Linked DNA regions of Mus musculus: regions 2, 3, 4, 5, 6 and 7 are each linked to region 1. Evidence: chromatin contacts called from public Micro-C and promoter capture Hi-C data. All regions are on one chromosome and are shown on one strand. Each heading gives the region's core, a stretch centred on a gene start, on an enhancer-like site or on the middle of the called end of the contact. The rest is flanking DNA. Distances are from core to core; before and after follow the strand shown.

What was found. Promoter capture Hi-C pulls out the DNA fragments that hold promoters and counts their contacts. Hi-C and Micro-C count contacts between places; a contact is called where the count stands out from the background. Capture Hi-C pulls out chosen DNA fragments and counts their contacts.
Region 2: a contact with region 1 is called in a promoter capture Hi-C map of second pharyngeal arch cranial neural crest. The contact joins the promoter of Golm1 here to the promoter of Gkap1 in region 1. A contact is called at or near these places in 4 of 39 promoter capture datasets (the C10 cell line, hippocampal neurons, liver and 1 more).
Region 3: a contact with region 1 is called in a promoter capture Hi-C map of liver, with 3 times the contacts expected there. The contact joins the promoter of Tut7 here to the promoter of Gkap1 in region 1. A contact is called at or near these places in 4 of 39 promoter capture datasets (the 3T3-L1 cell line, the C10 cell line, liver and 1 more) and 1 of 9 other capture datasets (liver).
Region 4: a contact with region 1 is called in a Micro-C map of embryonic stem cells, with 3 times the contacts expected there. The contact joins the promoter of Agtpbp1 here to the promoter of Gkap1 in region 1. A contact is called at or near these places in 5 of 39 promoter capture datasets (the C10 cell line, cranial neural crest, hippocampal neurons and 2 more), 1 of 484 Hi-C or Micro-C datasets (embryonic stem cells), 3 of 115 datasets of contacts at active chromatin or transcription factors (astrocytes, embryonic midbrain and pancreatic cancer cells) and 2 of 9 other capture datasets (adipose tissue and pancreatic islet).
Region 5: a contact with region 1 is called in a promoter capture Hi-C map of pre-B cells, with 2.0 times the contacts expected there. The contact joins the promoter of Isca1 here to the promoter of Gkap1 in region 1. A contact is called at or near these places in 7 of 39 promoter capture datasets (the C10 cell line, cranial neural crest, frontonasal cranial neural crest and 3 more).
Region 6: a contact with region 1 is called in a Micro-C map of embryonic stem cells, with 6 times the contacts expected there. The contact joins the promoter of Smad5 here to the promoter of Gkap1 in region 1. A contact is called at or near these places in 1 of 39 promoter capture datasets (pre-B cells), 1 of 484 Hi-C or Micro-C datasets (embryonic stem cells) and 1 of 115 datasets of contacts at active chromatin or transcription factors (pancreatic cancer cells).
Region 7: a contact with region 1 is called in a promoter capture Hi-C map of liver. The contact joins the promoter of A230056J06Rik here to the promoter of Gkap1 in region 1. A contact is called at or near these places in 3 of 39 promoter capture datasets (the 3T3-L1 cell line, embryonic stem cells and liver), 1 of 115 datasets of contacts at active chromatin or transcription factors (astrocytes) and 2 of 9 other capture datasets (adipose tissue and liver).

The regions. Positions count from the first base shown.
Region 1 is chr13:58,271,845-58,276,031 of GRCm38.p6, reverse strand. It overlaps Gkap1 (G kinase anchoring protein 1), which reads left to right and starts at 1,844. Exons shown (of 12, transcript NM_019832.4): 1 at 1,844-1,958. It overlaps Gm26555 (a long non-coding RNA gene), which reads right to left and starts at 1,181. Exons shown (of 8, transcript XR_873524.3): 1 at 1-1,181.
Region 2 is chr13:59,674,045-59,677,989 of GRCm38.p6, reverse strand. It overlaps Golm1 (golgi membrane protein 1), which reads left to right and starts at 2,206. Exons shown (of 10, transcript NM_001035122.2): 1 at 2,206-2,263.
Region 3 is chr13:59,821,243-59,825,215 of GRCm38.p6, reverse strand. It overlaps Tut7 (terminal uridylyl transferase 7), which reads left to right and starts at 2,106. Exons shown (of 27, transcript NM_001373962.1): 1 at 2,106-2,583; 2 at 3,106-3,656. The coding sequence starts at 3,137.
Region 4 is chr13:59,555,418-59,559,610 of GRCm38.p6, reverse strand. Agtpbp1 (ATP/GTP binding protein 1) reads left to right here and starts at 2,309. Exons shown (of 26, transcript NM_001377097.1): 1 at 2,309-2,513.
Region 5 is chr13:59,767,937-59,772,102 of GRCm38.p6, reverse strand. It overlaps Isca1 (iron-sulfur cluster assembly 1), which reads left to right and starts at 2,314. Exons shown (of 4, transcript NM_026921.4): 1 at 2,314-2,479. The coding sequence starts at 2,399. Etohd2 (ethanol decreased 2) reads right to left here and starts at 2,137. Exons shown (of 2, transcript NR_015349.3): 1 at 1,757-2,137; 2 at 1-1,176. It overlaps Tut7 (terminal uridylyl transferase 7), which reads left to right. Exons shown (of 27, transcript NM_001373962.1): 27 at 1-227.
Region 6 is chr13:56,701,473-56,705,495 of GRCm38.p6, reverse strand. Smad5 (SMAD family member 5) reads right to left here and starts at 2,486. Exons shown (of 7, transcript NM_008541.3): 1 at 2,365-2,486.
Region 7 is chr13:59,583,925-59,588,012 of GRCm38.p6, reverse strand. A230056J06Rik (RIKEN cDNA A230056J06 gene) reads left to right here and starts at 2,790. Exons shown (of 2, transcript NR_045633.1): 1 at 2,790-2,888. It overlaps Naa35 (N(alpha)-acetyltransferase 35, NatC auxiliary subunit), which reads right to left and starts at 2,680. Exons shown (of 23, transcript NM_030153.2): 1 at 2,554-2,680; 2 at 1,732-1,860. The coding sequence starts at 1,855.

The DNA.
Region 1 (4,187 bases), core at 595-3,094:
GGGGTCACCTCTTGGAATTTCTTTGAGGTTGCAGATTCTAATGGGCAGGTGTGTGTTAGGCCCGAGATCCACACGTTTCTGACAAACTTGCTGGTGACACACATGTGGTCAACTTTGGGGTAGCAAGACTCTAATGATGATGTATTTCTAGACTGAGTCTGCCCCCTTCTCTTATAGCAATACGCTACTAAGCTGAGGAGTTTCCGATCCTTGTGTGTGTTGTTCATGCACATGCTGGGAGGGGGTGTGGTTATCATTTGTCAGGTGCTATCTTTTTGTGGAGAGTGGGAGGGTAGCTAACAAGACCGAGGGATCCACCTGTTTCTGCCCGCTAATCTTTGGGACCAGAGCTTGATATACCACGCTGGGAGCTTTTACATTTATTCTGGGGCTAGAACTCAAGCTATCGACTGAACTATTCCCCAGCACCCAGTGTACTGTCCAGGTGCAGTTCTTTCAGCTGTTTTAGAACTGCTTCAACTGCTTATGGCCACCTATTTAGCTGCCTTCAACCCCAGTCCTATGAAAACCGGTAAGTAGCTGCATCCTCCTCTTCCAAGTGTTCACGCTCCCTCTTACAAGCAACCGGGTCTCAAGACCTCATTTCTCCCTTCCCAATCAGATGTTCAAATCCTGTAGAATGCACCTCCACATCACTTCTCAATCATTTAAAATTCTTCCTGCCTTCCTTTATCTTGTCTTGCCCCATCCTCTTGGCCCCGACCCCCGGATCAATCTTTCTGTGTAGCCACCGGCCTTGGACTCACTTTCTGATCAGCTTGCCAAGTGTTGGGGGCTCATAGCCGTGTGTCCTCACCGCCCCCCCCGCCCCCCCATAGCTCATCTGTTATTACCGTCTGCCTGGTCTACACAGGACTGCCAGTTTTCAATCTCTAACATCTGCAGGAGTTACAAAGCAAAAAAAGCCTTCATTTCTTCCTTCAAACTTCTAAATCCTAAAACATCAAATATTGCCTTAAACATCAATCCTTACTCTTGGAACTCAGCCATCCCTCACCACCGCCGCCCCCCTCCCTCATTTTTCAGTCGTCTCTGCCACTTGTCAACACCTCCAATCTCATTGTGGAACGCAGCGTCCAATGGCCTCCATCCAAGGCCCCGAGGTCTCCCCGCAAAACCCCACCTCTTCCCAGGCCAAATCCAAAAGCCTCCTCCCTCGCGCTGCCCCAAAGATGCTCGCAGTCCTCGGATCCCGAGTAACATTCTCTTTTTCCACCGGGCCCTAGGGTGATCTGGCGTCTTCTGCGATTCTTTGCTTCGCTCCCCACTGTGTCCCCCACGTCTACACCCGCGGCGGTGACTCGCGCGGGACATCGCCGGGCAGCCCGCACGGCTGGGCGGTAGCGGACGGGTTTGCCGGTAAGCCGCTTAACTTTGCAAAACTAAAGCGGCCCCGGAGGTGCTCCCGCGGGAACCCAAGGCCGTCCGGCTGTTTGCATCTCGTGCAGCACCGCCCTCCCTCGCCGACTGGAGGTCCGCCTCCGCCCCCGGGCCTCCCCACAGCCTGGCGATCCCGCCGCGCGCCGCCCGCGGCGGCCTAAGCCTCCTCCCGGAAGGCCTCCCACCTTCCCGGCTCCGCGACCCCGAGGACCGCGGAGCCGCCGCCTACGCGAGCCGTTTGGACCCTGCGCGGCCCCCGTAGCGCGGCTCCTCCAGCAGGTGGTTCTGGTCCTCCGCAGTCCGTCCCCCGCGGACCTCTCCTCGGCGTCAGCGTCCGCCGCGCTGCGACCCTCGGCAAAGAAGTCCCGCGCGCCGGCCGGCCACGGCGGGCGCCAGGCTTGCGGGTCCGCCCCGCCCCGCCCCGCCCCGCCCTCCGCGCGCCGCCGCCCTCCGCGGGCCCGTTACTGCGGACGCCCCGCGGCCCGCGCCCAACGCCCGGGGGTAGCGCGGGAGCGGCGGGGAGACGGGAGCGGCCGCACCGCGGCGAGGGAGGCCCGGTGAGTCTACGGAGCCTCGCAGCTCGTGGCTGAGGGGACGCGGCCGAGTGCGGCCTGAGGCGGGGAGCGGAGCGGAGCGGAGCCGAGCGGGGCTGAGCCGAGCGGGGCCGGGCGGCGGGAGGGCCGCGGAGGCTGCGGGGGAGTGCGGGCCGCAGGCCTGGTCCGCCGCGGCCGGCCGCGGGAGTGACAGCAGGTGCGGCCGCCCGTTCGGGGCTCCCCGGGGCGCCCACCCGACGCCGGTGTCGCTTGCAGGCTTGGACACCGCGTCTCGGCAGCGGCTGGGGCTCGCCCAGCCCGCCGCGCTCTTTCTCCGGGTACTTCGCGAACAAGTTTTGGAGCACCCGGAACTGCTCGTGCGTGAGATTTGGCTTCGGTTCCCGAAGGAGGAGAGAGGGGCTGCTCGCCGCTCGCCTTCCCTCCCTCCCTCCCAGCAGCCCGAGGTAGATGCGCAGGCTCTCGCACAAGCCCCTGCTGTCGGGGCTTCCAGCAGCTATGCGCGGCGGCGGCGGTGGCAGCGGTAGGGTGCCAGCCTCGGGGTGTCTGTAAACGCGGAGCAGTCGGGGCAAAAGTTTATCCCATTGTCTGCCCCGCTCCCTCCACTGGCGACATTTCTCAAGGGATGTCGGTGGAGAGTTCTAGCGAGAGGCAGAGGCGCTGGAAAAACACAAGCATTGTTCTTCAGCCTCGTCTGTTTATGTGAAGGCGCTTGCGCCCGCCTGTCACGGGAATGAAGTTAAGCTGTAGCTCCAGAAATACTGGAGAAACTGCCGAAAGATGGTAATGCTGTATTGAGAATCTTCCTAGAAAGCCTGGGGTTTCCCTACACTAGCTTATGCCACTAAAATCGGTTAGTCTAAGCCTCTTTAATGTGATTTTTCACTAAAGATCGAAATACACCTGTTTAATATTAACCCTAGGGGCTTCTAGCAATCACTCTAGAGCGAGAACCTACACGTGGATCAGAGGGACGTTGTGTGCAAGTGAAAATCACCTTTGCACTTCATGACTGAATTCCTTAGTACATGTCTGCAGTTTGCTTTTTGTTTTTGTTTCTAAGAGTTCACAACCCACAGAAGTTGAGAGCTTCGGATTAGAAAAGGAAGGCTGCACCTAACCAGTGTGTGTGTTGCGGGGGGGGGGGGGGTGGGGGGGGGTGGTGGAGCTCCGGGTATGCCTTTAAGTTTATGTCATTTTCGATAAGTGTGTTGGAAGCAAAAGTTTCAGGACCGTTGGTCCTCGATCCCTGTAACCTTAAGTTCTAAGAAGTCAAAATGACAGTCAAGCAGCCAAGAAGATGAGGGAGACCAGGCCATTCCTTTTCCTCTCATTTTGTAATTCGTAGGGACAGTGCTTGGCATCAAACCCAGGGCCTCTTGGAGTCGCAAGTCCTCAGTCTGTTGTGTTTGATCTGTTAGAGTCCACCAAGGCCTCTCTAGCTGCACGAACTGGTGTACACCTGTATTCCCAAGACTCAGGAGCCTGGGACAGGAGGATTGAGAGTTTGGTTCCAGTGCAGGCTACATGGTGAGAGAGCTGCCCTCTCAAAGCATATGGCCATATTAACTGATGACATTGACATTGCATAGTTCCGTTTTGGATCAAGCTAGGTGGTTGATAGTGTTGATCGACACAGTCACTACTGTTCATTTTTTAAAGGGCTGAAATTATGTACTTAAGTTCCCCCAGGCTCAATTCTTTCCCGACACTGATGTCATAGAAGAAGGTGCTCATGATGGCAGTGGCCCTTCATAGAGACCAAGGCCTCAAGAAAACAGGTCATTCATTTATAAATCTTGCTAGGCGTAGCTTGGCCTGTTCCTTAGTAGCAACAGTTTATCTCACACCCTCACCTTTTAAAAATCAGCAGTTTGACACAAAATCCAAAGCTTCCTACAAAAACAAGATTCCTAGGGGGAAAAAGATGAGTTGTGGAAACACTTCGTTGTGACGGTGCTGTTAGTTAGATGGTGTGTGCTCTCCACCCTCAGTGTTCAAGTTCAGAGCACAGATTCCAGTGCACACTTAGGTATGGCACTGTGTGATTGGAGAATGTAATTAAGCCTCAGTCAGTAAGCTTGAGGTCATGATTAACTTATTTAATGTTAATAATGTTAATTAATGTTTCTTCTTCTTTTTTTTTTTTTTTTTTTGCTGAGACTGTTTTTTACTGTGTAGCCCAGTTTAGCCTTGAACCTATGACCTTCCTGCCTTATCCCTTCCAGTACTGAG
Region 2 (3,945 bases), core at 957-3,456, 1.4 Mb before region 1:
TTATTTTATTTTATTTAAGATTTACTCATTTATTTATTTTATGTATATGAGTACACTGTCGCTGTCTTCAGACACAACCAGAACAGGCATCAGATCCCATTACAGATGGTTGTGAGCCACCATGTGGTTGCTGGGAATTGAACTCAGGACCTCTGGAAGAGCAGTTAGTGCTCTCTTAACCACCGAGCTATCTCAACAGTCCCTTTCACCCCATTTTAAACCTTTCAGAGGGGCTGGAGAGCTAGCTCAGTGGTTAAGAGCACTGACTGCCCTTCCAAAGGTCCTGAGTTCAATTCCCAGCAACCACATGGTGGCTCACAACATTCGTAATGAGATCTGATGCCCTCTTCTGGTGCTGTCTGAAGACAGCTACAGTGTACTTAGATCTTTTCAAAATAAATAAACCTTTCAGAGGTATGGCATTGCAAGCTTAGCAGGGATCTATTTTCTGTTCAATTGTCTCTGGACTTAAGCTGCCTCAAGGCAGCTTTGAAAATGAAGCACCAGACTCCTTCTTGTAACTTCTAGCCAGTGGGAAAGTTGCTGGAGGCACCCAGGACAATTTGTGCACTATTGGACGAGGTCTTGCCTGAAATACTGATGGCATGGCACACAGAGTCCCCAGCCTACCCCGAGGTGACAATCCTCCTTCGGCAGCCTTCATTGTGCCTTCTAGCAGTACAAAAACCACTTGGGGGACTTCCATTCGATTTCTCCATGTCCCGTAACCATACTGTGCAGTGCTCTATAACAGGGTCTTAAAGTTTGGTTCTGGCATGCAGTCAACAGCACTGATATTTATCCATATGGTTTCGTGGCCAAGAACCCCTCAGGAGAACACTCTGGGAAGCTGATTCTGGATTAATAACCTCAAGGTTTCAGGCACTTCCTCCACCGGTGCAGGTCTGGGTGTTTTCTAATTATAAACCACTGGGTAGGAGTGTCCTTAACAACTTCCCTCTGCTCTGAGAGTCCTGTCTAGAAAAGCTTGTCTTAGTCACCGATCTTTTTTTTTTTTTTTTTTTTTTTTTCTCGAGGCAGGGTTTCTCTGTATAGCCCTGGCTGTCTTGGAACTCACTCTGTAGACCAGACTGGCCTCGAACTCAGAAATCTGCCTGTCTCTGCCTCCCAAGTGCTGGGATTAAAGGCGTGTGCCACCATGCCCCACTGTCACCGATCTTTTGTTGTGAGGAGATACCATGACCAAGGCAACTTATAGAAGAAAGGATGTAATTGGGGGCTCATTAGTTTCAGAGAGTCAGTTCATGACCATCATGGTGGGGACCGTGTCAGTAGGCAGGCATTTGTTGGAGCTGTAGATCTTACATCTTATCCACAACCACAAGCCAGAAGGCTGGGGAGACTAGACCTGGCTTGGCTTGGGTTTGTGAAACCTCAAAGCCCGCTCCCAGTGACACACACACACACACACACACACACACACACACACACACACCTACCCCAACAAGGCCACGCCTCCTAGTCCTTCTTAAGCAGTTCATTAACCAGGAAGCAGACGTTCAAATGTATCAGGTAATGGGGTGGGGGTGGGGCATTCTAAGCCAAACAACCACAAGTTGTCTCTTGGGAAAACAAAATAGAGAACATTTTCCATCTCAGCGTTGGGATTACATGCATGATTCCAGTCACTGCTCAAGTGTTTATTGTTTATTCAAGAAATGCTCAGGGTAGAACAGGTTTCCTTACCTAGAGAGGAAAATTGGGACGCCTTGAAAGAGAGATTCTTCTACAACCCTAGCCATGCATTAAGAAAGGGAGACTTAGAAGGGCCTGAGCAAGTGGGGGCCGGAGTGAGAAAGAAAAAAAGGGGGGGGGGGCGGGGAGGCTTAAAACGTGTGATTGACACCAGTGTTCAGGGTCAGAATTTAGGACCGTGCATGGCAATAACCAATGATTGGTAAATATCGTCAGAGTTAAGAATTCGGAGGCAGAGGTCGGAAAGGCTCCGTGAGTTCGAGACCAGCCTGTTCCATACAGCGAGCTCCAGACCTGCCTGGGTTTTATAGAGAGAGCTGTCCGGAAAGACAAAATCCTGCTTCTCCGCAAGTAACCTCAGGGGTCACCATTGGCAGTGTGGCGGACAGGGAAGACTGCGGGGCGGAGAGCTGGAGGAGGAGGGCGGCGCCGAGGGGCCGGGGCCAGGGCTGCGGCTCCGCCGGAAGTGCCCGCCCGCCCGCTCGCCTGAGACGTCCTCGGCAGAGACCGCGCGGACGAGCGGACGGAGCGCCTCGCTGCCCCGCAGGTGAGCTCTCCCGTGGGATGCAGCGCGGCCACCGCCCGCGCCTCTGCTCCCGCTCCTCGCTTCTCTTCTCGGCCGCCGCCTCCTCCCCTCGCCTCCCCCGCTTCTCCGTCCCTCCCTTCCTCGTCATCTCTCTTTCCCTCTCCTCCGACTGTCTTCCCTCTCGTCCTCTCCTCCCTTTCTTTTCTCCTCCTCCTGCCCTCGTCCCGCCCCGGCAGACCCTGCAAAGTGGCCCCTGAGTCCCCCGGGTGCAGGGTCGGTCGCCAGCCACCGGCAGCTGCAGCCGGCTTTCTAGGATGCTTCTTGCCTGGGTGGAACACCCTAACAACTTTTGCTCTGTTCTGGGAGCAGTCGCTGGGATTTTGATACTCTTTTCTGCACTGTATTTAAAACCGTTAGAGGTTACTTTAAGAATGTAAAACAAGATCGGGAAACAGTCCCAGTTTTGAGGAGTTCTTCCTAGCAATTTACGAATAGTGAGGTCGGGAAAGTCTGTGTGTGGGCTAGCCGTTTTCCGCTATCATCTCAACGTGTGCTAATAACTTTTTTTCTGTTTTGACTTTCAAGACTTGAGGCTTTCTTTGTCTGGTTAGGGGGTCTCAGGGCCTTACATTTTTTTTTTCACATACCTAGGAACATTCGTTCTTCAGGAGCGGGAGTGGAGTGACGTGCACACCAGTTTGCTGAGCCGCTTAGCGCAGTGCAATGGCTGAGCGTGTATGAATGGCCATCTCTTGGGTCGCTTGGACAGTTAGTTGTATTTCCGAAGGTGAGGGCTGGAGGCCTGGGAAGCCACAAGCCTTGTCACTGGGCGTCCCAGCTATCGTTAGTCATCTTAGAGAAGCATTCAACCAAGTCCCAGCTACTGGCAAGAGTCCTTTTCCTTTGCAAAGAGAAAACCGTAGTCAGTGTGAAGACTCGTCAGGCACACGCTCCTGAAAGTGTTACTGGACAGTAAATGGAATTCTTAGGAAATGTTAAGAAAATATGTTGGGGTTTTAGGCACCAGTTCTGTCTCTTAAGGAACAATTATTACATTCTGCACATTTTTTTTGCACATTTGTACAATTTTACACATTGAAATGAATGAGTTTTGTACAATATAAAATGAAAGAAATGTTGTTTGCATGGGATCCTGGGGTGGGAGTGGGGGCAGGTGGAGGGTTGGGGTATGATACACTGTGACTTTTTTTTTTTTGGCTGTTAAACCTTGAAATCCATCTGCTTTTTAATTACTGGTGACAAGCCTAGTTACTGGTGGGGGTTGGGAAGGATTCGCATTTGTTTGCTTTCAGGGTTAGGGCACAAAGAGCAGTGAGCTCTTTGTGTTTCCCCGCCACTTCCAGCAGGGAGGGCCTGCCAGTGTCCTGTGAAAGAACCCGAAGTAGTAGAGATGGAACCTAGGAATTGGCCTCTGTGAGTCAGTTGGAGGACAGAGGGAGGGAGCTTGCAGGAAGCCTGGGCCTGCAGAGCAGCCCTGGAAGTCCTGGGATGGTGAGGGGAAGGGAGCAGGGCTTTGGTCTTTTCATGTTTGCCTCTTTCTTCCTTCCTTCCTTCCTTCCTTTCTTTCTTTCTTTCTTTCTTTCTTTCTTTCTTTCTTTCTTTCTCTTTCTTTCTTTCTTTCTTTCTTTCTTTCTTTTTCTTTAAAAAAAATTTTTTTAAAGGTTCGTTTAAGACCTGGCATG
Region 3 (3,973 bases), core at 857-3,356, 1.5 Mb before region 1:
ATGATCAGTAGTGAACTAGTATGTTGGGGCAAGAGTAATAAATTCTCAAAAACAACTGAGCCATATCTCCAGCACTCAACATGAACCTTAAGAGCAACTATTTAAAATAGGAAAAGACTACGGATATATATTGAAGAGAATGCATATAAAATATTCTAAATCCTTAGAACAGTGTGTGCTGTGTACTTCCTCTAGGGTTCTAGGAACCAAGGACTTACCTAAGCCAGGACTTCAGAGATTACTCACCTGGGTGTGGTGACGCGGCTTTGGCCCATCATAAATATAATGATGCATCGTCAGCTCCCTTTGGACTCGATGAAATGCCACTGTCTGCCTGGCAAACAGATTATTAGTTTGGCTCCGATGAATTTTCAGAACAAAAGACATCTACATAAGAGGCTATCACAAATGTTTTAAGAGTATGTTTCAAGTCACACAGAGCTGCTAAGAACACATGCTTCCCGCTGGTGAAGGTTTGGATTTCAATCAGGTCTCCTTAAGGGCCAAGCTTTGCCATTGGTTTTTCCCCTAGAGTACTTTCTAATGTACCTTCGTCCTTTCTGAAGGGTGTGTGTGTGTCCTTGTGTGTGTGTGTGTCTGTGTGTGGGCATGCAGGTGCTGGTGGAGTCCACTCGTGTCAGATCCCCTAGGAGACCAGTTATAGACAGCTGTGAGCAACCACCTTGGGTGATGGGAAGTGAAATTTGCTCCTCTGTAAAAGTAGCAAATCTTCTCACCCATTCCCTCAGCCCCCTCATTCTCTTAATACGTCTACATTGCTTGGTGGTCAGAGTCTGATACATGGAACTTTTACTGTCAGTGACAGGAACTCTCAAGTTATATTCAGAACAGCTACTAGCTGTGGGACCCTAGAGAAAGATGGCTTTCTGGGAAGGCTTGTCTGGCCTCAGTGGGAGAGGATGTGCCTTATGATACCAGGGTTGGGCAATGAAGTGGGGGGGGGACACCCTCTCAGAGGTGAAAGGAGGGGTCCTGGGGAAAGGAAGGGGGAGGGGGGAACCAGGATGCAGCATTTGGAATGTAAATACTTTTTTTTTTTTCCGAGACAGGGTTTCTCTGTGTAGCCCTGGCTGTCTTGGAACTCACTCTGTAGACCAGGCTAGCCTTGAACTCAGAAATCCCCAAACCCACACAGCAAGAGGAAACTGACAAAACAAGTTGGTTGTAGAATATCAACCATTTAGCTATGTCTCTTTTGCTTTTTAAATTTCAATTGTATTCCTTTCTTCCTGAACTAGTAGGATTGAGTTAGTATTTATTTACAGTTTTAAAGACAGTTTCTTGGAATAGCAAAGGCTGTATGCATTCTTCACTTTAAGACTGTTGGCTAAAGAACCCAATGGATTTAAATTTATACTTTGTAGAGGTAGAAATGAAAACTGCCTTATTTTTTCCAGCACTTCTATTCATTAGTTGCTTGAGGCTTTCAAGGCATGTAGGACACTTTAGATAACAATGAATGTTCAATTAGAAAAAAAAAAAGCAACTCTGTGTTGTTTGCTAAGTTTTTGTTTTTTGTTTTTTTGAGACAGGGTTTCTCTGTGTAGACGTAGCTGTCCTGGAACTCACTCTGTAGACCAGGCTGGCCTCGAACTCAGAAATCTGCCTCCCTCCAAGTGGGATTAAAGGCATGTGCCACCACTCTCCGGCTGTTTGCTAGTTCTTAAAGAAAAAAAAAAGTTGAATCTCTTTCTACCCCCAGGTCGAGCTTAATCCAGAGGTTTAGGCCGCTGAACTTCCTTCAAGGTCGTTCACAAGGCCCTCACTGAAACTTGGAGCCACTCGGAATTATAAAAAGACCCAGCTTCCCGAGCAGCCACAGAGGGGCGTCGGGGGAACCCGAAAGCACTGGGCGACGGATCTCGCAGGTAGCTAGGGAGCAACCCCGGACCTCTGCGCCCGCACCCGCGGCGCGCCCCCGGCGCTGGGAGGAACCTGGGCGGCGCGCGCTTCCGGTGCGCGCTTCCGGCCAGCCGCGGAGCGCGGGGCGGGGACACCGCAGTCTTCCAATCGCGCACAATGAGACGGCGCTGAGCGCCGGAAGTGGGGCTGAAGGAAAACACGGTGAGGAGCCGGGCCCGGACAGGAAGCGGCGGGGGACCGCAGCGGCGCTGGTGAGTGCTCCGGGGCGCCGTCTCGTCGCGTCCCTCCGGGACTCGCCTCCGGGCTGGGCCCGTGGGTTCCCCCCGCCCCCAGAAGCGTATCTGCCCGGCCCCGAGGTACGTTGGCGCCGTCCTTCTCCGGCCGCCTCGGCCCGGCTGTGCGCCCGGAGCCCTCGGGTTCGAGTCCGCGTCTTCACTTTGTGTCGGGGCTCCGGCCCTGGTCCGGGGAACCCCGGAACCCTGTCAATGGCCGGGCGCTTCCTGCTTCCTATTCCCCACGGCGGCTTCGTGGCCAGTAGCGCGGAACCGCCTCCTCCTTCGCCTGGGGACTCCGCTGGTGGAAACTGAGGCACACAGGGGTGGGGCAGCCGAATGGGGAAGGAAAAGGAGTGTCATCCTGCGGAGGATTGTGGTTGGTGACGAAACTGGACTTGTCTGGGGCTGGGGACTGAGAAGTCGGGTAAGTCAGCTGGCGTTGTCCCTTGGTCGGAAGCCTGGACCCTTAGAGCGGTACCTTAGTGGGAAGTGCTGTCCCTTCGCCCAGCGGTCGCGCCGGGTTGAAAAGCGAAGCTTAGAGTGGGGGCTGATCGAAACTGAAATCTGCTCACATAGTTTCGGCTACTTTGATACCTAAAAGTAATTGCCAACTTTAAAAAAAAGAAATAGATTTGGGAGTTTTGTAACAGTGTTGACTTAGGATGTTTACTTTGAAGAGAGGTGCTTTCGTTACATAGAAGTTACTTCTTTAGTTTCTGAGACTATAGAAGTGTCTTCAGATTTAGTCTTTGTATTAAATAAGGACCAGTTTTTATGAACACTGTAACTTCTGGAATGCATTAATTATTAGGAATGTGGTAACAATTTAATTTTTAAATGGGGGAAGATAAAGGCTTCAGGGCACCCGTGTGTTACTTTGAGTATTTGGTATGATATTATTTTACAATTTTGTTTTGTTCCCCCCTCCCCCAATGCCTTCTTTCAGGTACAAAGTAAGAAAGTTGAAGTCAAAGACCATGGGAGATACAGCAAAACCTTACTTTGTGAAGCGCACTAAAGACCGTGGAATTATTGATGATGATGATTTCAGAAGGGGCCATCCCCAACAAGATTATTTAATAATGGATGATTATGCTAAAGGCCATAGCAGTAAAATGGAAAAGGGCCTTCCAAAAAAGAAGATATCACCCGGGAACTATGGGAACACCCCCAGGAAAGGACTGTATGGGGTTTCCAGCAATCCATATGCATTTAAAAACCCAATTTACAGTCAGCCTGCTTGGATGAATGATAACCACAAAGATCAAAATAAAAAATGGCTATCTGATGAACTCGCTGGTAATGCAGACAGCTGGAGAGAGTTCAAGCCCGGACCTAGGATTCCTGTCATAAGCCGCTCAAGGAAGGAATCCTTTCAGGAAAGTGACGATGCCTACAGGTGGCAGGAGGGGAGAGGCTGCAGAGCTGTGAGAAGGCTGTTTCAGAAAGACCTCAGCAGCCTAGAAGCCATGTCAGAAATGGAAGCAGGAAGTCCTGGTATGCCTCAAGTCTCTAGACTGTGTGTCTGTGCTATTTTCTTCATCCAAATAAGTGTTGTTCTTTTCAGTCATGAGCCCTTTAATGTGAGTGTGTTAGTGTTTGCAGTATAATTGCGCAGCCTCAACATATTTCATGCATTGGACCATCACAAGCTCCAAGGCAGGTGCAGTACTGTCCCCTAAAAACTAAGCAGAAAAGCCAGGCTCATTTTACTTTAGTAAACACCTTATGGGAGAGGAGGAGGGTGGCCACTTAACCTCAGAGATCATACTCTAATTTCCATAGTCGGCATTATTTTTGTGTACATGATTTTA
Region 4 (4,193 bases), core at 1,060-3,559, 1.3 Mb before region 1:
GGCCACATTTATTTAGGTTCGGCTCAAGTTCTTCATCCTGAATTTCTGCTCCTCGGCCTATTTGTAGGAAATTCTTCAGCCTGACACAGGGCAGTTGCTAGACATTTCATCCAGTGAAGTTATTTGCTTTATTTCCCCAAAGATCTCCAGATGATTGCCTCTGACCTATATAGGTGTTCAGTAAATTGTTGATTGTTGAATATGGCGAAGAGCTATAACAGTCTTGCAATTCCGGAGGACCCACCAGGTTTCAGAAATCCAGGACCGAACTGCTGTCCCAACATTTATGCTCCCCACGGAAACCGTACTTTTGGAGAGGTCCATGGATATTCTAGATCTTTCAGCTACAGTTTCATTATTAAGTTTGTTGCATTTTGTAAGCCACAGTATTAAAGATTTAAGAGGTAAAGAAATCAAGAGAGATGGAGCCATGCTCTCTACCACTAAAGCCGAAATAAGTGAAGTTGTACAGAATCTCTGAGTTGCCAGGCTGAGGTGTGCCAGTTAAGCGATCTAGACTGACCTACATCTGATGACTCTTTTTTACAAGTTATTTTTGTGGCAGTTGGTATTGAACTGGGGCCCCAGTGCAAAGCATGTATCCGGTCACTGAGTCATGCTTCCCTCTAGTCATTAGTTTATTGCCACACAATGAGTGAGGTTTCAAAATCATTTGAATTCCACTACTGTTCAGGTAGGTTGGAAGCAGGCCTCTGGGGAGAAGGGAAGTGGAGGCGTACAAGATTGAGCTGAGCCTTCAAAGGAGTGGCTCTGGGAGAGAAGGTGTCTAACAGCATGGCGATGGAGGGAGATCTTGGAGGACCCTTGCTCCTGCACAGTGCTCTGGCTGAGGGTTTGGAGACAGCTGGAGCAGTGTGGTGCTCAGAGAAGTAGCCAGCTAATTCCCGAGTGCTCAAACCCTTGTGCTTCCATGCTTTTAAGTTATGGTCCTTGAGGCTGGGAACTCCCATGGGTCTGATAAGAGCTGGAGCCCAATCCTTCTCCAGGTGAGAAGGTTCTCACACTTGCTAAAGGTGCCATTCATCTGCAAGTTGTGTGTTTGCAATAACTTCAAAGCCAATGACGCTGTGGGTTACCCGGCTGTATGGGCCAATCTTCTGAGCCTTTGTTCTGACCATTAACCATACTTTGCTAAAGAGGAATTCAATTTATATGTATTTCTAGATTGCAAGTTGATTTAGAAACACGTTCTTTGAATAATGTCTCATGAATTTTGAACTACTAAATGTTCTTAGACAATCGTTTTCATTTTGGGGAGTTTGTGGTGGAGAGTGGTTTAAAGGTATTTTAAATACTTGAATCTATCATTATGTGCACATGTGTTATAGGTATGGGGAAAACCAACATTTATAAAATGGCAGTCTTTTGTTCCTCTCAGTAAAGACATCTGCCAAGAGCAAGTAGCATGAAGCACTGTTTCACACCTTGAATACGTTTTTTGAATTACCTCCACAAACCTGCTTGAACGAAACATAAGAACAAAATAAAAACCCCACAGGGCTCAGTTTAGTCCCCTATCATGCTGTGATAATTTTACATCCCTTACCAACCACCATAAACAGGGAGCATGGTCGATGCTCCTTAAAAAGGCAAATGATGTCTTTATTAACAATGTATCTCAGAGTATTTAAACACAGTCAAAACACAAGCATGCTCCCTACTTCTCCCCCACTGTTTTTTGCCTTTAGCTTCTGCACCAAGGTTTTCCATAACATCGTTTTGAAATGAATGGGCATGACATTTTGTTCGCAGTACCATCAGATAATCTCATTTACCTGGATAAATGGGCCATGCGCCACAGCCTTCACAGCCTGTTCTGGGTCAACTTGGGGTCAGGAAGGACTAGCCTCACTGTTTCCCAAGGTTTGATGGGATTTGGGAGCTACGCCCCCGGTTGGGAAGGAAAAAAGAAGGCGATTTGATGAACGTGTCGATCTGCTAGCGGGCTAACACGTTTACACTGGCCCACGACCCACAGGAACCCAAAGGTAAGGGCGCGCACCGCCGGTTGCCCACGCCAGAGTGGAGTCCTTTCCCTACTCCGCCCCACCCTGCCCCGCCCGCCCCGCCCCGCCCCTCCTCGCCCCGCCCCGCCTCTTGGTACCCACCCGACCTTGCGCACGCGCAGCTTGTCTTCCCTCCAGGCGTGCCGCCCCCGCCGGCGGGCACGCGCCCCGCGGGCCCCCCCCCCCCCCGACGTCCCGCCCTTCCCTGGAAGCGCCCTTCCCCCACGCGCACGCGCCCTACCGGGCGCACGCGAGCCGGCCCTCGGAGCCGTGAGTTGGGCGGGGCGCCGCGCTGACGTTGCCCGGGATGCGGGCATGTTCCGCGGCCGTCTTCGCCGCCTCCGCCTCTCCTGCCACCCGGGTTTGTATGAAAACGGCGGGCCGCGGGCGGCGGACGGCGGGAGAAGGGCGGCGGGCGGCGAGGAACCGCCGTGCGCCCCGGGAGTCCCGGGCGCGGAGGCCGAGCGCAGCGCCCAAGCCGAGCCGGTGAGCGTCCCCGCCGCCCGCGCGTCCCGCTCGCCGGCTCCCGGCGGCTCCTCGGTTCACTTGGCGGAGGCGAAGCGCGCTGCCAGGCGGCGAGGCGGGCAGTCGAGCGAGCCGGGGCGGTCGTCGCCCCGTGCACTCTCCTCCGCGCTCCGCTGCCCGCCACTCCCTGGCCTCCGCCCTGCCGCGCCCCGGGACCCTTTGATTGGCTGCTCCCTGACAGTTTAGCGCCGTGGACGGCAGTTTCAACACCTCCCCGGGTGGTCGGGGTGGACGTTGACTGTGTATGCTGGTCCGTGGATGATGCAGGTCTCGCACGGCGTGTGAGGTAACGACGGCGATCCCGCTGGCATGGCAGGCTGTCTGTGGCAAGCCCTCTCCAGGTGTTCGGAATGGTAACGGTGCCCATCAGGTACCCGGCAGTTCGCAGTCCACAGAGTCGAGTGGCTCTCCCGAGCGCTCGCTCTTCCTTGGCCAGCTTCTGACTTATTCTCACAGTTCTCCTTGCTTCCCTGAGAGAGGAAGTTATTTTTGTAATTGTGTTTTGGAAATGTTTCTGGTTTCGTTGGCTGCAGAAGAAATGATTTATTTAAGGCACTTTGAACGGTACGGATTTTAAAACAGGCCAGATGTCAAAACCAAAGTCCTGGAGATCTGTAATCAGATCCCTCTAATGGGCCGCACTTTGGCGATGCCTTAGTCCACCCGAGTTTCTCCTGGTTTGCTTGGTTTCTCGTTCTCCCGAGTCACATTCTACAATGGAGTTACACTGTCATTTTGAATGACCATAGAGTTTTGCCTTGAATTGATGGATCAGTGTTTAAAATTGTAATCTCTGTTGGACTCTGAAACAGACCCCTTATGTGTTTGACCAACATGACATAAATGTCAAATATATTAACGTAATTTAACCTTCTGTGGTATTTTTAGTTTCTTAAGATTTATACGCATATGCATATGTATATATACATATGTGTGTGTGCCTGTGTGTGCATGTGTGTGTGCACCATGTGTGTACCTGAGGAGGTCAGAAGAATGTGTCAGATTCACTGGAATTGGAGTTACATATGGTTGTGAGCCACCATGTGGATGCTTGGAATCAGACCCACCCAGGTTCTCCGAAAGAACGGCCCTTAATCATTGAGCCATCTCTCCAGCCCAGTGGTAGCAATTTTTAAATAAAGGTTTTCCAATTGATTTGGCTCAAGGGTTACCCCTTATTTCTTTTACATGTGTGTATAGATCAGAGCACTTTTGAGTTTTGGTTCTCTTTTCGACCTTGTGGTGCAGGTGATGGAAGGAGAGTGGTCATGGCCATGAGCCGGTGCTTGCAGAACCATCTTGCTCTCTCCCTTGAAGCATCCTCTTTAGAAAAGTCTGGCGGCAGTGCCGTGTAATGATTAACCCTGCATTAGTTAGAGGTAAAAGCTGCAAGGGCGTGAACTATTTTAATTTGTATGGCATCCTAAAGTTTGGATTTTGCCTTTTTAGCTTCCTCCTCAGTAGTCATCTTCAGAGTCTGCTCTTCTTGCTTGATGCCCTCAGCTCTGAGTTCAGATAGGAGGAAACGGTGACTGGTGATCCTCTGCACATCCCTTAGGATCGTAACTTGAGCAGCGGATATCGGTGCACATGCCGGAGAGGGTTGAGGGTGGGTGCTGTGTGTTAGACCTCATGTCACTG
Region 5 (4,166 bases), core at 1,065-3,564, 1.5 Mb before region 1:
ACTTTTTATGATACACAGAAATTAGGGTGGAGAGCTTTTACAAACCTCTGAAGATCAAAGAGGCTGCTGTCTCTGCCAATCACAAGTTTGATTGGCAACCTTCTGGTCTGACTGGAGCCCTCTCTAAACTGTTAATGAACTTCACAAGCCTTTCTGAAATAGTACAGAGTCAGAACTATGCCGGTTTATTTATCATTTTGAAATAAAATCGAACTTTGAACGTGTAATTTTATCCACATTATTTTCTTATGAGTCATTAGAAAAGTCAACCAAAGCGCTGACAGTACACATCTCCTTAATAGGGTGCCCATGCTGTTCCCCTTTGATAGCTGTGCACCGGGTCTGGGGTGTGCAAGCAGGAGACTGGGGGGCAGAGAGAGAGCTTGCTAAGGACACTGGCACAACGAGGGAGACTCACGAGAGGCATATATGTGTGAACTAGACTGGTCATAGTCTAGTTATGAAAGAGTCATGTCAAAATGGAAATCATTAAGAAATTGGAAATCATGGTAAAAAAATAAAAATGGTGACCATCAAACTCATGGGTTGTGCAACCGGGGCCTCCCTGCTACGTGACGGCTCAGCTGCTGGCCTGCTTCCTTTCCTCCTGCTCAGCTGCTGGCCTGCTTCCTTTCCTCCTGCCTCTGGCTGTGAAGTGACAGCGCTGCTTTCTGGCTGGAACAGTGCCACGCCTACTGAAAAAGCGCTTAGTGTTGTTTATCCCTCTGCCCCTAGAACGGAGAAGAAATACGCAGCCAGGCCAATCTTTATACCTGGTAGTTATTTTCTACTTGGATGTTTTGTCGGTTGTTGAGGGAGAGGAGTGTACTTACCCCTAAAATTAAACAGAATTGTCATGTTTTCTTCTAGCCTTAAAAAGGTTTCCTACATTTTGATTCTTAAAAAAAATTCTGCCCAGCAGCCTGGTGTTTTTGATGGCTTATACTGATACCATTAGACAAGTGAGGCACGCTTCTCAGCGGATAAGATAGCAGGCTCGCAGCCATGGCCAAGTCAAAGCTTCCTCTGCAAGCGATCGCAGGGCCAGGGCCGATGCCCTGTTCTGTTCTAAAACAGCGGAAACTCAGAATCCAGTTTTTACAGCAGGAGTTCTGAACACCCGATCTTCACCTTCTAACAGTCTCTTGCTCACTGTGAACTGCTTTGGCAAGCTTCCTGGTAAAAGATGTAAAAGATGTGTTTTCAGTGTACAGAGAAACCCTGTCTCGAAAAACCAAAAAAAAAAAAAAAAATCAGTCTGTTTTTCTTTTGCTTCAAAGGTGGCTTCTATCTTAAGGAGAGGATATCTTCCCAAGTGGAACAAAATCCTTGCAAGAGAGAGATCAATGACCGAGTGGGGTTCACAGTTTTCAGACACTAAAAATAGAGTTGAAAACATGGTGTGCCCACTCTTTGTAAAGCTATGAAGAAAGGGTCAGAACATTTTCTTAGCTCCTGGGCAGGTCTAGGCAGAATGTACAATGTCTGTCTTACTCTGTCAGTGTTCCAGCATGGCAAAGTCCCCATTTCGGACGGGGAAACTGCCCCTTCTAGTCAGACCAGTGAGATCGCACTGGAAAAGAAAACACTTGTTCTTTCCGTCTAGACCTGAGGCCGAATCCATTTCCCTCCCTCGGCCTTCCTGGAACCATAAGGGGGCGATCAGGGGTAGCAAACCCCTCAGTACTCCCCACGCCCACCCAGTTCCCGCACGGGGCCAGCTGCTGCTCCGAGATAAAGGAGCTCCCGTTCTTACGTCATCACGGGCCGCGAAGGAAGCCGAGGCGTGGTGACAGGCGCACAGCTAATCAAATGGGACCGGCTAGCAGGAAAGGCTAGCCAAATGTGCACGGGGCCCGGGATCGGGACTCAAGAACCGATGCTAACGTAGCGCCCAGGGCGCTCGCTCTCAGAGGCTCGGATAGAGCCACCATGCCCGTGCTTCCATGCGAGGCTGGTAGCTACGTACGTGCTCAGTTTTCTTGACACAAACTGCTACACAAGAGTGACATTTCAATAACTGGAAACCTGTCGTATGGTGTCTACCCGCTTGCTTTACTATCGAAGCAGCTCCAGAGTCACAGAGCCGTGTCCCCACTTCCGGGGGGTCTGTCGTTAGTGTACGCCATACGGAAGGAGCCATCCCACTTCCGCTAGCGCAGTGACCGCGAAGCCCGCAAGGTCACAGGTCACCTCCCTTGCCTCGTCAGTGATGACGGCCAATCGGCCCGGCCCGTCACTCACCCGGACTGTCCAATGGTGGAGCGGGACGGGCGACGGGAGGCGGGGCCTGTGGCGCCTGCGCAGGAGCTTGTGGCGTCAAAGTGCCCGCCGTGTCCATGGAGAGAAGTTGAGTCCCCACGCTCCAGCCGGAGGCTGCGGGTGCCGCGACGTGGACATGTCGGCGTCGTTGGTCCGCGCCACCGTGCGGGCTGTGAGCAAGAGAAAACTGCAGCCCACGCGGGCGGCCCTCACACTGGTGAGTCACCTCGGCGTCCGCAGGGAGGTGGTGGCGGCGGCGGCCCGGGGTGCAGAGCGAGCCTGGACGCGGACTAGGGTCTCCCGGCGGGCCGCGCGCGGAGCTCGATGGGGCGGACGGGCTGTGTGCGCTGCCACCGGGCGGCCGGGGCGGAGGACGGCAGTTTGCCGCCGAGGTCACGGCGTTCCCGGAGAAAGGTCACACAGGGAACGCCGCGGCTCCGCATAACCTCCCAGGAGGCGTCAGCCCCAGAGGATCGGGACAGCGTGAGACCGGGATTCATTCGGTCCAGACGCCACCGCGGAATCCGCTCCACCCAGAGTCCTAAGAGGGGCTCTTGCCAATAGTTAGTTGAAGCAAAATAGAAGGGAGTCGTGAACAAGTGAGATAATCTGTTTATAGGATAGGTCATTGTTTGGCCCTTCAGTTTGCCCCAGTAATCACACTGCATTCTGTGTTGCTTTTCCCTCCGGGACCAGCTAGTTTTCGTCACCGCAGGTATGTCATGGATTCTAGGATTGTGCAAACTATGCTCATCTTACTGAGAATAGAGTAGAATCCTCCTACAAGTAATAAATTCCAGAAAAGTCGAGCACAGGATAGGTGGTGGTTGTTATTGTCGTTGTTTGCTTGCTTAGTTTTGTTTTGTTTTTTTTTTTAATCACCATTTGGCCTATTGCATGTTACTTGGGAAATTTCGACCCGCCCCTTCTCACACCCCCCCTCTGCCCCCGTTTCTACCTCATAAGCATACATTATCATGATCCGCTGTTTTTCATGAGAAGAAATAATTGAGTTGCCTGGCTCGCACCCTCCGTAGGCCATTCCTTCCAGGAGTAACATCTCATTTGCACAGTCCTGGCCTGTGTCGTGCTTTGTAATCTTCTGTTTCGTTATGTATAGTAGATCTCAATTCACACCCTCTGCCGCGCTGCCTAGCTCAGCTGTAGAGTCTGTGGTGTTAGGCTTGGTCCTAGAATCACCTTTCCCTGATTTTCATAGGCACAGCTGTTGGCAGGCGTCGTGGTTCGTACTTGTTTTTCAAGTGTCTGGTAAACATTTTGAACCCCAGCACATAGCAAATGCAAAAGCAACGAGGTGACCAACGGCCTAAAGTGTGAGAGAGAGATAACTAGCAAACAAGAGTAATATGAGTTAGGTATTGCTTGGCCGGTACATCAGCCTGACAGCAGGGAGTCTGACATTCTGCAACATCTACTAGAAGTCAGCCATGGCCAGGAAAGGTGTGACATAAAACATAAACACTAGCTATCTGTTAGCTGATGCCAGTCGTGGACAGAATGGATGGGCTGGCACATTGGGCTGTGTGTATTTTTAGTCAGGGTTTCTAGAACTTATGGATAGTCTATATAGTAAAGGGATTTGTTACAATGACTTAAACAGTCTGTAGTCCAACTCCTCAACAATGGTCAGCTGTGAGTGGGAAGTCCAAGGATCTAGTAGTTGCTCAGTCCCATGAGGCTAGTTGTTTCAGCTGCTCTTCTGTAGATGTAGGTTCCAACAGATGTGCTGGCAAGTAAGTGCAAGCAGGCAAAAAGCAAATCTTCCTCCTCCCAGTGTCCTCCTGTAGGTCTCTAACAGAAGGTGTGGCCCAGGTTAAAAGTGTGTACCACCTTGAACTCAGAGATGATCTTGCCTTAGTCTCCTGGGATTGAAGGTATGTACT
Region 6 (4,023 bases), core at 1,237-3,736, 1.6 Mb after region 1:
CTGATTCAAACCTCATTAGCCACAGACTGCCACTGTTTCTCACTGCAATCAATGGCTACCTTTGCCAGAGGGCGAAGAAAGGCAACACACACATCATCTACCCAATGCTATGGCGCCCCCACCACAAAGAACCAGCTAAGCAGCCCCAGCCAGACGGCCCAGAACACACCACACATTTTACTTTCCCCAGGCTCATTGCTCTCTTCCTTCTTTTAACTATGCCATATCCTATATGGACACAAGGAAAACTCAATCTGAGTGTTTGGTACAGTAGGGTGCACAGGTTCCAGAAGCTGATAGAGCAACCCAACCAAAATAAATAACCAGATGTGATGGCACAGGCTTGTAATCTTAGCATCTGGAGGCAGAGGTACGAGTTCAAGGGCATTCTGGACTACATAGCAAGTCTGGGCCCAGTCTGGGTCACCAGAACACCTGTCTGGGAAGGAAGGAAGGAAGGAAGGAAGGAAGGAAGGAAGGAAGGAAGGAAGGAAGGAAGGAAAAGTCAGTTGAAAAGATTCACCTACAGGAAGTGACAAAATGATGAACGGCATTTGTGACAAAGACACTGCAGAAGTTGAAGTGGTAACAACAGTTATCTAAAGGACTGAGTGGGGAAACACTAAAGAAGGAGAGTGCCAAGGAGGTCACCACCTAGCAATCATACTCGCCTCACTATGCAGTCCCCCAGATGGCCTGGACCTCACACCTGTCTACCTGCCTGGTATTAGAGGTGTGGGCCACCATGCATGGCTACAAAACTATTTTTCCTCTAAGCTTAATATGTACAAACCTTATATAGGTTAGATTTTGATAGACCAATTCTTCTAAGTTGTTTTGGAATTTTATAATTTCTGGGGTTCATTTTAGAGGGGGAAAATGTTACCAAAAAGGGTAAAAGGAATAATGTGATTTGTTACTACTGCTACTAACCTCATCTGGATCATAAGCTCTGATAGAGCAGTTGAGTGTGAAACCGTCCTGCTCCATGGAGGAACTGTTTCCATACAACAGGCATTATGGGCTGGCATCTAGCAGAAACCCTCAACTACTACTCTAAGCGTTTCTAAACCTACTGGGTTTTCAACTTTAACGGTAACTCCCATACACTAAGAAAATCCAAGCACTCTTTGTTTAAAAAAGAAACACACAGCCAGAGTTGGTGATGGCTCACCCCTGTAATCCCAGCACTTGGAAGCTGAGGCAGGAGGATTGGCCAGAGTTCAAGGTCTGCCTAGCAAAACCCTGTCAGAAAGAAAAGAAATCACATGTACCCTTTCGCTTAGCCTCTGTCAAAGCAACCAACAAATTCCATTGATCGCCCAGTGTCCGTTGCTAGGTAGGCATACACTTGATAGTGCTAGGCAACAGGCATGATGTGATCAACTCCACCAGACTTCAAAACTTTTTCCACAGAAAGATAAACAAGATATACTTAGCACCACACCCATCTAAACGCAGCAGCAGCCAGAAATACCCACCCCCCACCCCCCTCCAGCTGCTCAGGAAACACTGTCTTTTACGATCAAGATAAAGATCTAGCCTACAGTGTTCGGCCGTTCCTGCCTTCCAGGTTGGCCGGGACTCCTTTCGCCGGGGCCATCACAAACCGGACACACACACACACACACACACACACACACACAGAGACACGCTTCGGATCGCTGGCACACCTCCAAATACCTCGACCATCCCCGCCAGCTCCTTCTGCAACCGAAAAGTCCGGGCCACTGAGCATGCTCTGACCCTAAGACGGCCGCCACCGGGGAAGTTCCCAGAGCTTAGGGTTCCCGGCTCGGCGCAGCCAGAAGCGCAGAGGAGAAAGGGCAGGGGGAGGGGATGGAGTCTGAACTTGGGCACGCATGCCCAAGGGAACCACCGGGACCGGGGCAGAGACAAAAGCTGCTTCGCTTCCTCACACAAAGTTTAGCGCAGCGAGGGAGCCTCTGCGACGTCCGGAGAGTGACGGGCGGGCGAGCGGGCGGGCGGGCGGGCGGGCGGGCGCAGGGGCGGGTCGCCGCCAGCCGGCTGGCCGGAGTGTAATTCCCACCGATAAGCGCGGATCCTTATCTCCCAGACACAAAGCGGCGGGGCGCGCGCTCGGCCTAGGCCGCCTGCGCGGCTCCGCGCGCGGGCCCGGGCGTCGGTGGCGCGCCGAGGTGGCAGCGGCCTCGTCCGCGCCGGCCTCGTCGGCCGCGCGGGGCCTCCTTAGCACCGGGGCCTCCCGCGCTGCGCGGAGCCCCGTCCCGTGCCGTCAGGTCCCGCGTGGGGAGCCTCTAGGCCTCCAGCCTCACGCGGGCCGCTGCCGCCGGCGCTTGTCCCTCCGCCGGGCCCCGAGCGCCCGCCCTGGGGCCCCTCACTCACCTCCCCGCCGCCCAGGCGCGCTCTCCTCACGCCGTCGCCGCGCTGTGCACGCGCCGCAACTTTATTAGCAGCTCGGCCCCGGGACAAGCGCTCGGCGCCCGCTCGCCGGGGACCCGGATGATGAGGGGGAGGGGGGGCGGCGGCGGAGGGCCGCGGCGGCCGGCGCATGCGCGTCGGGAGTGGCCGAGGCCTGGCTTCTGCTGTCCGCAGCGAGCCTGGAAGTGGCACTTGGGTTAGCCAAGCTCACCCGCCTTATAGCGAAACGGTCGTCCTCGCTCTGGAGAGCTGGAGACCTTTCTAGCCAATCTAAAGCGTTAAAAAGTATCTTCAGCTACAACTTCGCCGTTTTCATTGATTTGTAATAGAAACCCTAAGAGACAGAGACCTCTGGCTGAGCATCAGATACCACACAGCTTACTAGATGTAGCCTTAATATTGCTCCCAAAGGGGGAAAATCCTCTGCAGGTGGAGATAGTGCTGAACCCGGAGCTGAGGACGAGTGGCCATTTCTCAGGACACAGTCCCAGCTGTTCACGGGACACCGCCCCACATCTGGAAGCCGGGAGCGCCTTGAGCTCTCAGGCTTCAGCAAGTGGAGGCTTAGAGGTGCTCGAGCTGTCTTACAGGGTAGCTCTGTACTAATCCGGCTGTCTGGCTTCTCTTCCCCTCCAAACGGTCAGCTTGGACAGCAAGGGAAAGCTTTTTAAAATAGTTTCGTGTTTATTTTTAAAGGTCTTTAAAACTGATCCCCCCCCCCCCCACACACACACACCGGTTTTCTTTTTGAGTAAATTGGAACTATTTTTAACCTTTCCCAGTCAATCCCATCCTCCAATATCAATTCTGTAGATCCCTAATTCTGACAGTTTCTCCTCACTTTTATTACCACCTCCTCCGCCTGAACCAGGGTCACCTCACTTGACACACAAATGCGGCGGTTTCCATGTTTCTCCAGACTCCAACGGCTTGTTTCTATTTGGAAGAGATTAAATAAATGCCGTGAGGAGGCGTTTATGGAAGCAGCCATGTCAAAGGGTGATAGGTGAGAATCCGGCCAGAGCTGGGGAACTAGAGAGAGAGCACCAAGGGAAGGCAGCAGCTGTGACTGCAGCCAACCATCCGCAGGAAGAAATGTGGCAGTGTCCGCCCATTATTGGCAGATCTTCTGGCTTTTCGAAGAAAGTTGGAAATGCATCTTTTTCTATACTAAAAGGAAATCACACATTTATCTGATCAGCTGCCTCTTTGTCTCTTTCCTGGGCTCCCTGACCTGCCCTCCCCTTCTCTTTTTTAGACATTGAGAAGACTCACCCTGGTACAAGCCAAACAAAACAAGCCCATGGTCCCAATATAGCCTACAGGCCATCAGTGTGCAATCTCAGGTCTCCATCTTAAACTTCTTTACTACATCATAAACTCTGCGCAGGAGGACTCTGTATGCGCCAACACTGCCTGGCTTACTGATTCCTGGCTGTTAAGTCTTTGCTGTTACCGGCCCTTGGAAGGCATGGCTTCTGGAGCCTGGCATGGATTTACAACTCCCAGACGTACCTATAACCCTACTGAAAGAATGCCCTTTTTTCGGAACTGATGTTTGCAGCCGACTTTGCTTAATATTGTGTGTATCAGCGCCGTTCCTCACTTCAAGAAACTATTAAA
Region 7 (4,088 bases), core at 1,541-4,040, 1.3 Mb before region 1:
AGGGGAGACTTAGTCCAGGGTTCTTCTACTTTCTCACTGAGACAAACTTGAAGTGGACATGTAGTTTGAACCATCAAAGGGACAGAAGGCACATGGTTTCTAGCCCCGGCTGGCTTCCTTTCTACCTGGTGCTGCACCCAGTCTTCACTCCTCTCCTTCAAAACCACCTTGTTACTACCAAAGACCTGGCTGGCAAGCACATGGGTCAGGAAGGAACACCTAACCACCCAAGCTTCCCACTCTCCCTTATCTGCACCACCTTACCCAGTCTCTCGGCTCACTTTCCCGACCCCAGCACCACTCATCCTATGCCTTTACTCAGTACCCGGCCTTGAACCCATCCTCTCTCAGTCCAAGCTCTCTCACTGCTGACTCCTTCCTCTCGTCCTCCAGTCTGTCCCTTAGACTGCACACACTCATGTGTGTCACTCTAAACACTTGCTGCTGGGGAGGGAAGAGTGTTCTTACAGAGGGAAGTCTACACCGCTCACAACAGTCTTGCACTTCTCAGCTTCAAGTGATCCTGACTCAAACACCCAAGTAGCTAAGACTACTAATGGCACTACTAGTACATGCCACTAAATCTAGTTATTACCAAACACTGTGGCCCTACTATGTGCCATACACAGCTCTATATTCTACAGTTATACCCACGATCTCTGCCACTATCAAGCTCCTATCAGGGTAAATAAAGCACAAACACCTACAATCCTGGTGATAAACAGGGTGGCTCAATTAAGATGCCCTTTAGCCTATCTGTTTACAGGTTATCTGCTTACAGGTGCCCTTGTGAGCCTTCACCAGGAAAGATACATAAGATGTGCAAAAGCCATACACAGTGGTCTGATACAAAGTAACTCAAGGTGCAGGGAACACAGTTCACAGAGCCAGGCAAGGCACCTTGGTATTCACTGGGATAAGAGTGGGAAGGACAGGGCAATGGGAGGAAACAGCCCAGAACTTAGGAAACCATGCCGGAGAAGCCTGGGAAGTCACCAGAGGATCTTAAAGAGAACAATAGGACACGGTCATTTTTAAATCTCAAATACGCAAAAATTCTTGTGCCCAGTTAAGTGTGTGTACAGGTAGGCACTGCTATCACGGACTGATTATCTAACCTGTTGAAGTTAGGAAACTTTAGGAGAAAACTGTCAAGGAGCCGGAAAGAGCATTTGGTACACAATCATGAGAACCAGAGTTCAAACCCCAGCATAAGCCAGGATTCCTGAAAAGGCCTATAACTCCATCTCCAAGGGATCCAACGCCTTATTCTGCCATCCACATGCACTCAAGTGTGAGCACCCTCACACATATGTACAAATACAGAAAGAAAAATCTCTCTTTAAAAAAATCGCCAACATCCGTATTTAAAGTTTTACCCGATATACATTTGCTTTAGACCAAAAGTAAAAAAGCAAAGAGCAGAGTAATGTATGGTTATCAACACTGAGCCTGACATCATACTCCAGGCTTGTAATCTCAATATCCAAGAGGAGCAGGAAACTCAAGGTCATCTCCACAACAAGAACATTGTCAGCCTGGGCTACAGGACACGTTCTCAAAAACAAAACGACAAATCTGAGTAAAAAAAAAAAAAAAAAAAAAATCACAAGGTTGTCTTTCTTTTTTTTCTTATTCTTTCTTTCTTTCTTTTTTTAAGTCAAAGTTGAGAAAACCTCATGTATCCTGCCCCAGGCTTTGAACCAAAAAGCCCCCAAATTCAAAACTCACCTCGACAAGCATCTTCAAAATCCTGGGTTATGTCCACCCAGCTTGTGCTACTTTTTTCCATTTTTTCCGGGACCCCGAGCTCCCATCCCGAAGCATCGTCGTCTACAGTAGCTTTCATAACCATGATGCCTGCAAAGGGAACATTGGTGTGAGGCTGGGAATATAGCTTTGGCAGGCACAGGAGCTGCAAAACTGCCCCAAGTGTTGGGTGAAAGACTTCCAAAACTCTGCAGGCAGAACGCCTTTGAATTCTGCAAAAACAAACAAACAAAACCCAACCACCTAGCTTTGAGCAACCTGACCTCACATAAACCGGGCTGCTGCTCCCGCACTGATTCGCACTTGCCAGGACTCACAACTTCTTCCAATCCCTCCAGAGATCTTCAAGCATCCCAGCCCAAGACTACAAGTCCGGAGACGCCGGCTGTCAAGCCCGGCCTCCGGGAATCAGAGCCACCCTCAAAGCTCGGCAGCGACCGAGCATCCTTCACCTGGCGGGCTTCGCAAGACCAGGGCCTTGCCTCGCCCTGCAGGCGCCTCCGCAGAGACCCTGGCCCACCGCGGGCCGAGCGCCACTGAGACCGAGATCGAGGCGGAGACCGGTCCACGCGGGGAACCGGCAGCAGGCGGCCCTCGTCGCCCGGGCGACACGGGCACAGCCCGGCCTCCCGGCGCGCGCCCTCGGCTCCGACCCGAGGCGCGGCGAGGAACCGGCCGCCGGTGCCCACTCCCTGAGATCCGCCACGGCGGACTTCGGGGTCGTACCGGCCCCACTTGGGCCACCCCGGATACTTTCCCACGACCACCCGCGTCAAAACGCACCGTCCGCGCCACGGAGATAACGACACCGACAATACCGTCGCCGCCGCCGCCCCCTCCCCTCGCAGCCCCGCCCCGCCGGCCGCGTGCACGCATGCGTACGCCCTGGGCGCGCGCTCCCGGCTCCCGACTTTCGGGACTCCGCGCACCGACCACGCCCCCTCCCTCACCTAGGCCGCCGCATCCGGGTAGGCGCGCATCCTCTCTTCTCGCGGGATTATAGCACATCGCGAGACCGGAAACCATGCACCATTTTCCTCCCCTCCGGCCGAGACCCGGCCGTGGGCGGAACCCAGAGAGAGGCGGAGCCTGGAGTGCTTCCTGGGAAACTCTTTAAGGTGACTCAAGGGTGAAGGGGAGGGGTAGGGCTTCCGGGGAGGGGCCAGCTGCCGGCCGTATTGCTGTTTTGTGGTTGTGCAAACTGACCTTATTTATTATGTCTTGCATTCAGCGCGCAAGCACTTTGTAAAGGAAAGAAAAATAAGACATTTACATCGAGCTTGCTAGCACGTTTCTTCCAAACTCAGATGTTTTAGTTTTATCTTAATAATCCTGACATAAAGTAGATTGGGTGTGGATGTGGGTGGTGTTTGGAAAGGAACCCAGGTCCTTTAATTAATGAAAAAATAAAAATATTTAAAAAGGACACGACTGCTTCTAAGTATGGTGGAGGAGAAGGTTGAGTGTAGGTATGAAGGAGAGCATAGCCAGAGTCAGACATCCAGAAGGGTCCAGAGGGAATGTGACCCTGAGCCGGCTCACGGGAGGAGAGCAGAGAGGAGAGCGGGGAGACCAAGGGGCCAGGGGAAGGGGTAAGAGAAGAACCAGGTAACCAAAATGTCTGCGAAGGCAGCTGGGGGGCAGTGCAGCCCAGCCCCTGTGCTGGAGTAAGGGGGCCGGGTATGCCAGCCATAGCTTCTACCAGGTAGAGACTGGGATTCTAGGAGAACGTTCCGTTCCGCCTATACATGTTAAATAGGTATCTCCGTTAGCATTTGTCCCAGGGTTGAGAGCTAACACTCAGTAAGAGTACACAAGCAATCTGTCATTGGGCTGTATCCTCGGACTTCATGTTGATTGTTTAAATTTTTTAAAAATTGTTTCCCCCATGGAGTGTATTTCCTGAGGACAAGAACTTTGTTTTCGTTTAAATTGCCCTAAAAACGTAAGGCATGTAGTTAGTTCTCCTTAGAAGAGGAGAATGAGTAAAGAAATCGCACAAACTGGTTTAATGACCTTTTGAGACTCCAGAAGAAACCTAGAAAAATGTGAACAGGGTTCATCTGATTTGTTCAATATTGTGTATAAGGGCGTGACAAACACTAATTTGATAAAGATTCATGGAGGGGGCGGCTGTAGAGATGGATCATAGGTTAAGAGTGCTTCCTGTTCTTCCACAGAACTTAAGTTCCATTCCCAGGACCCACTGGAGGTAGCACAGCTACCTGTAAGTGTGGTCCAGAAGTGCACTGGCATACGGGTGCTGTACACTCAAGTAGACACATAAATAGATCTTTTTAAAAAATAAGAGGATATAT